2 separate regions of the Zea mays genome follow, and region 1 is linked to region 2. A link is a contact called in public Hi-C data. All regions are on one chromosome and are shown on one strand. Each heading gives the region's core, a stretch centred on a gene start, on an enhancer-like site or on the middle of the called end of the contact. The rest is flanking DNA. Distances are from core to core; before and after follow the strand shown. Region 1 holds the start of LOC107604626. Region 2 holds the start of LOC100501848 (putative cytochrome P450 superfamily protein).

Region 1 (3,261 bases), core at 750-3,249, 160 kb before region 2:
ATAGCTCGACGTCAGGAGGTAGTAAACGCTGCAAGGACTGACCGTGTCCCTTGAGGATTTGTTTTGTTTATCGCGATTTGACTGAACTAATCGGGTTCACTAATAACTCCTACCAACTCTCTATTAGGGCGGCCCCTTTCATTACTAGGAAAGCAAAGAGGAGATGAGGAGCAAACACTATTTTAAGGCACCGTGATGTGCAGTCCCATCTCTTTGGAAATAGTGGTGCACGTGTCTTTTTATTTGGCAACCACACACACTAGCCTCATCTTTTACCCCACCGTACCACGTTATACATGTACCATTCGTAAGCGTAGTGAAATAAAAATTACATGCAGTAGAAGTAATGAAAGACATGAGGAAGATGATGGCATGCCTACGTCTGAAAACGTCACCTGGCCGGAGGGGGTAGGGTGGGCCAGACCATGTGAACTCTCGTCACCAATCGTAACATGAATGATAATCCCAAGGGGCCCGGACGGGACGGGGACGAGAAATTTGCTGTTTTGCCACTCTCAAATTTGGCTGCCTGTTATTATGCCATCCCGTGTCTATGACTGGTGGGACCGTCTGTGTCTATGATTTGTGGGTCCGATGGCATACTGGCGAAGCCCACAAATGATAATGGCAAAATTGCCAATGGCTCGGACGGGGACACGGGGGTTAGTCTAACACAGACGCGGAATCTTAGGCACATGCAGGGGCGATTAGCCGGACGCGTGTGGTCGCCCTCATGCGACGTGGACCCCATTAGCAAGCAAGCAAGCTTACGCGCTGGGCTATCTAGTTGACATGTAGTACAAGGAGGGCTGGCATGCACGCACGACGCTGGATTTGTTAAGTGCAGTGAGTACCTACTACAAAAACAAAGCTGAGCACGAGAGTGAAGCCACAGCCCATCCGATCCGTTCCATTGTCGTCGTCTTCCAATTTCCAAACGAGCTGAGCGCCCATAAGTTTCCTATTGATTTTGCGTCGCAACAGTACGTTGCACGATCGCGATGCGCCGTCGTCTTTGCGCATTTGGTTTTGCCCGTGTCCTACTCCTAGCTAAGTCCAACTAGTGTCACGGGACGGCTTCGGGATAATGATTGGTTAATTGTTCCCTATAACCAGCTCTATAGGTGGCCTTGCAGTTGTGTGTTTAAGCTGCAACTCGATCAGAGGAGTTGTTGTTGCAAGGGAAGGGATCATGCATGCATGCCCACTCACCTCTTTCTTCAACGCCGGCGCTGGAGCCGCCGCCGGCGCCGGGTTCTTGCCGGACATCAGCGCGGAGGGCGGCGGCGCTGCGACGACGCCCTGGTCCCTGGCCACGCACAGCTGCATGATCCGCTCGGCGGCCTCGGCGGGGTCCCGGCTCTCCTGCATCAGCCGCGCCACGTCGGCCTTGGGCAGGCGCATGCGCAGCCGCACCGCGCCGTCGGCGCCCACCTCCACGGACGACGGCGGCGACGGCGACGGCGACGCGGCGGCGAGGCGCGCGGCGGCGGGCGGCGGCAGGATGGACGACACGTCCGAGACGGTGCGCCGGGACAGCATCAGGCCCTCCAGGCGCTCGCGGGCGCCCACGCGCAGCGCGCCCGACCACGTCTTGCGCGGCGCGCGCGGGTCGTCGCCGTCCCCGGCGCCGCCGCGGGGGATCTGCACCAGGAAGTAGAGCTTCCCGGGCTTGAGCGGCGCGTCGCGGTCCAGCGGGCGCGCGCGCACGCCCAGCCGCCGCACCTCCTCCGACTCCAGGAGCTGGTGGCCCGGGTGGCCGCGCAGCGCCGCGCACGCCGCCGCGGGGGTCTTGTAGCGGAACGTGGCGCCGTCCACCGTCATCACCTTGGCCGCGCGCCGCCTGCCCGCCAGAGCGTTGCCCATGGCGCGGTGGCGTGGCCGCACGCCGCGCGCCCGCAGGCCTTCGGGTGTTGCTTTGCTAGCGACGAGGAGATGCTAGCTGCTGGGGAGGTGGGGTTAATAACGTACGTAGTATAGTACGTGGGGGTTTGGAGGACTAGCTGAGAGAGAGGGAAAGGAAAGAGAGGCGAGCAGGTCAGTTATAAAAGCTTGTCCGCTGCGCTTGGGCCTTGGGGGGCCTCTCCATCGAGTTTGGTGCCAACAAATCTCCATCGTCCTGTCTCTTCCGATGGGCGATGCGGCACAGAAAACGGATGCCCGTGTTTTCTTAACCTCTGCTGATAAATCCGAGCCGTCGGATCTCGATCCAACGATCGACGCAAGTTTCCACACAAATACCGGTTCTCCCGCGCGCCGCGCGTATCTTGGTGCGTGTAAGCCCCTCTCTGGTCAGTCTTGGTTACCTACAACTGCAATGCAACTGCTGGTCCGACCGTTTCTTACTTCCTCCAGGTTTCGAGCAAGATAAGTAGGTTTTCCTTGACCAGTTAATTAACTACGCAAACTAAGATTGATCAAGGCAGATTATTCTAGCTACTAGGCCGTGTCTTCATTTGGTCCAGGTCTCCGTGTGTCGTTGCATTGCATTGCACGCACACCGATGTTTCCTCTGAAAACTTCATTTTATCAGTTTGGTCGCTCGCAAATTTAGCCCCTAAATTTAGCTAGCTTAGCTGACCTCTCGCCTGTTCTGTACGTATATATGCAGCACCTAGCTACCATGCACACAGAATTATACGCGCGGTGGTCGGTTGGTCGGTGCGTATGTTAGGTACGTACTAGACTCTAGAGGTATGAAGAGGATTATGCCCTAGTGTGTACACACACGCATATATGAAACGGCCAGGTTTTTTTTTCTTGCCGCTGTTATTAACTTCCCTTTTTTTCTCATTTGCCTTTCGTGCTTTTTCAGTGCTGGGCCGGTCCCCCGATTTCACCCTTTTTCTTTTCTTTTTTCTTTCTCAGGAACAAGTGACGGCCTTCTTCCAGAAACGATGATGGGAAAACGAGAGAAGATCGAGATCGGGACTGGGCAACTAACCGACCACTACAACGCCCGTATCGCCAACGTCGTAGTACCATGTATCATCGTCCTTTATTGCAATCATCATCAGTCATGATGGAACACGCGCACGGTGTTGTGTGTGCGCGCGCGAATCGCGATATCAACATAATTAGGGCTGATTTGTAGGAGAGAAATCTCCTTACAATTCAATTTTAAATAACAAGGGGATTCCTTCTTATGGATTCCCTCGGAATCCCTTACCACCAAATCAGGCCTTAAGCAGATCTAAAACCATACACACCGGAATAATATATACTAATATAGCAGTACTCACTCTGTTCATAAATATATGA
Region 2 (3,226 bases), core at 565-3,064:
CCGACGTGTCGTGCCCCGCGAAGAAGAACGTCTTGCACTCGTCGATAACCAGCTGCAGGTCGTAGCTGAACCGCTCCGCCGCCGCCACGTCCTTCTTCTTTTCCATCTCGGCCAGCAGCATGGCCAGCAGGCCCCGGCCGTAGGCCGACGTCGTGCGGCCCTCGTCGGCGATCTCCCGGCGCCGCCCGATGGACTCCGTCAGCACGGCCTCCAGCTCACCGTTCAGCCGCCTGATCTCTCTTCTGTACTTGCTCGGGAAGTACCTGCACAGCGACGTCCAGACAGTCTCAGACACACGCACGTACGTCAACACCAACACCAGGTACTGTGCGCGTCCAAAAAGTTGTTTACTGGTGACAGGCGTACGGCAATGGGAGTGTGTGGGTGACGATGGAATCGTTTCCGAGTCGAGGCATCAAACAGGCCGATGCCTCGGGCTCGGTTCAGTGCGTGTGCGTGCCATGCCAGTGTCCAAATGGAAACGGACACTATTGATTATTCGATCGCTTAAGCATGATTAGGGTAGTTAATTACAGTAGCTAGCTTATTATGGTTATTTCGGGGTCGCAGGCCTGCATGATCGAGCAGATGAGGGCATGGACAGGGACAGGGGTAGCGACAAAGGCCAGGCAAGACAGTGGGTGCGTAGGTGCGCGCGTTACGAGACAAAGATGACCGTCGGGCCGGCGGCCGGCGGCCGGCATCGAGGGGGACTAGGGAAGAAGGAATCACTCACTGGCTGCCGGGGATCCAGAGGTGGCGGCTGGAGCTCGCGGTGAGGCGCTGCAGGTCCTCGAGGAGATGGAAGATGAGCTTTCCGGTATCATAGCTCGTGTCGAACTCGGTGCGCGAGATGATGTCGCCCGTGAGCCGAGTCATGTACCCGCAGATCTCCACCTCGCGACGCCGCCCGCCGCCAGACGACGGCGCCGACGCTGCATCCTGAAGCGCCCGGATCGTCTGCTTCGTGCACTCCACCATGTGACCCACGCGTCCCTGCAATACGCCCGGTGACGTCAGCGACCAACACGTCCAGTCCATGAGAAAAAAAAAGAAAGCAAGAAGGAATGAACGAACGAAATAAAAAGAAAGAAAAGGAAACGGGACAGAGAAAGAATGTAAATGGCGGCGGCGGCACCTTCAGCTTGTCGGGCATGAACGCCGGCGCGACGACGTGGCGCTGGTGCGACCAGTGCGCGCCGTTGGCCATGAGGACTCCCCGGCCGATGAAGTGCCTGGTGCCCTGGCGCTGCAGCCACGACTTGCCCGTGGCGTTCGCCGCGTACTTGGACGAGAGGAACTCCTTGATCTGCGCCGCGTCCGTCAGGCACAGGCGCGGCTCGCTCCCGTACCAGTACACGAACAGCTTCCCTGCAGCGCACGCACGGACGGACGCGTTACGGGAACATTCCATGCACCGTCGTACAAGGGCCGGGGTCAACGGCGCAGCGCAATGCCGCGGCGACGCCTCCCGTACGTCCTAGCCGTCCCGGACTCACCGTACGTCCTGGACCAGAGCACGTAGTGCGGCATGAGGCGGCCGACGATGTCGTGGCTCAGGGCCGGCATGTCGTCGGCGGTGGCCTGCGCCATGAGCGCCGACACGTCGCGGAGGTTGCCGATGAGCGGGCGCGGCGGGGGCCCGTGCACGCCCTGCCGGGCCATGATCCGGCGGATTCTCAGCGGCGTCAGGATGTAGCAGGACAGGGCGACCCATGCCGCCCTCAGGAGCAGTAGCAGGACAGGGGACGCCAACGCCATGAGCGTCACGAACGCCATTGAAGGAGGAGAGAGTCAGAAAGATTTGGGGGCCGGTGATACCGTCCAGCTAGCGGCGGCGGCGGCGGGCAATGCAGATTTGCGCTCGGTTCTGTGGGCTATATATAGGCACAACTGTCAGGCTGGTCCAGACTCCAGAGGAGCGAGATTTGGTACTATATATATACACTAGTATATAAACACTAAAATCTCCCTACAAAAATAATCGACGTTTCTTCATTTATTTTTGGGATAGATTTGAAAGCATATAATTATATACCATATTTCGTCAAATGCCTTTCCGTACTTGGCTCCCTATTTAATTTCATTGCTAAAACTTTGGTAAAACATTGAACTTTTGCCAGTTTGGGTTCCCTTTATTTTTTTCCCTAGACAAGAAGGGTAATATAGGCAGAGAAAAACAAAAGCGAGAGCCTGCCCAGTTTATGCATATTTTGTCCTACCCCCACCATCTATATCTCCCTCTATCTATAAATATCTATATCTATATCTATATACTCTATCCATCATAAAACAGAATGCATTGCGCCATTCAAAACTTATATTGAGATTGTTCGTATTTGAGAAAGGTTATTAAAAAGAAAACCATGATTTTTGAAGAATCTCATTAATTGTGTTCAATCAATGGTATACATGTCATTTAAGTATTATTTTACTTTGTCTTAAAAAAATTAAAGATGGATTATATTACAGGATGGAGAATATATATTACACACCATGACGTTTAAAAAGCAAAGTGATTGTTCCGTCTGTCTTTTTTACTTCCCACAATGCCCTTGTCTTCTTGTATTATTTATGATCCAAATTTATGGCATATGCATGTCTGATTGTATTATAGAAACACACTACGTGTTTGTGCGCCTATCGATAACGGTAATACGTACCCATAACGTAATTGTTACATAAATATCTAAGCCATAAATTGTTATGAGTGATGGACATCTTAGATAATACTCCCTTCATTCTTTTTGAGCCAATTCCTTATATGTCATCGGAAAATATACTCGTTACTTGTGTGCCACTGGCCTCACATATCATACACACAAAAATATACCTATATGTCACTCAGTGGCACACAAAGAATGAGTATAAAATCTGATGGCATACTAGAAATTTTTCCTTCTTTTTTACATAAAGTTTGGCCGACTCATTTTATTAAAAAAACTTAATTATTACTAGTTTTTTCTGTAATATCGTTTAGCTTATAATATATTTTAAGTATGTCTTCGATTTTTTTCTTTTTTTTCTTTCTTTTTTGAATAAGAAGAACCACTCAAATTTGAAAAAAACCTAAGAAATTATACATTGGAGCAGAGGGAGTATGATATAAGCTATTAAGGGCCCGTTTGGATCCCACGTATGCTAAACTTTAGCACCTTATGTGGTAATATAATAGGTGCTAAAGTTTAACACTTTATATTTATAGTACCTTTTAGCATTCGTGTTT

Evidence for each region. A called contact is a pair of places that touch in the nucleus more often than the background predicts.
Region 1: a Hi-C map of leaf shows a contact between it and region 2, with 4 times the contacts expected there. The contact joins the promoter of LOC107604626 here to the promoter of LOC100501848 in region 2. A contact is called at or near these places in 9 of 25 Hi-C or Micro-C datasets (bundle sheath, ear, endosperm and 4 more).

Annotation. Positions count from the first base shown.
Region 1 is chr7:113,945,810-113,949,070 of Zm-B73-REFERENCE-NAM-5.0, forward strand. It overlaps LOC107604626, which reads right to left and starts at 2,000. Exons shown (of 2, transcript NM_001323503.1): 1 at 1,213-2,000. The coding sequence starts at 1,866. It overlaps LOC100501866, which reads left to right and starts at 900. Exons shown (of 2, transcript NM_001196507.2): 1 at 900-1,953; 2 at 2,869-3,153. The coding sequence starts at 1,201. The coding sequence ends at 2,901.
Region 2 is chr7:114,101,519-114,104,744 of Zm-B73-REFERENCE-NAM-5.0, forward strand. It overlaps LOC100501848 (putative cytochrome P450 superfamily protein), which reads right to left and starts at 1,815. Exons shown (of 5, transcript NM_001196496.1): 1 at 1,500-1,815; 2 at 1,139-1,371; 3 at 737-996; 4 at 1-263. The coding sequence starts at 1,779.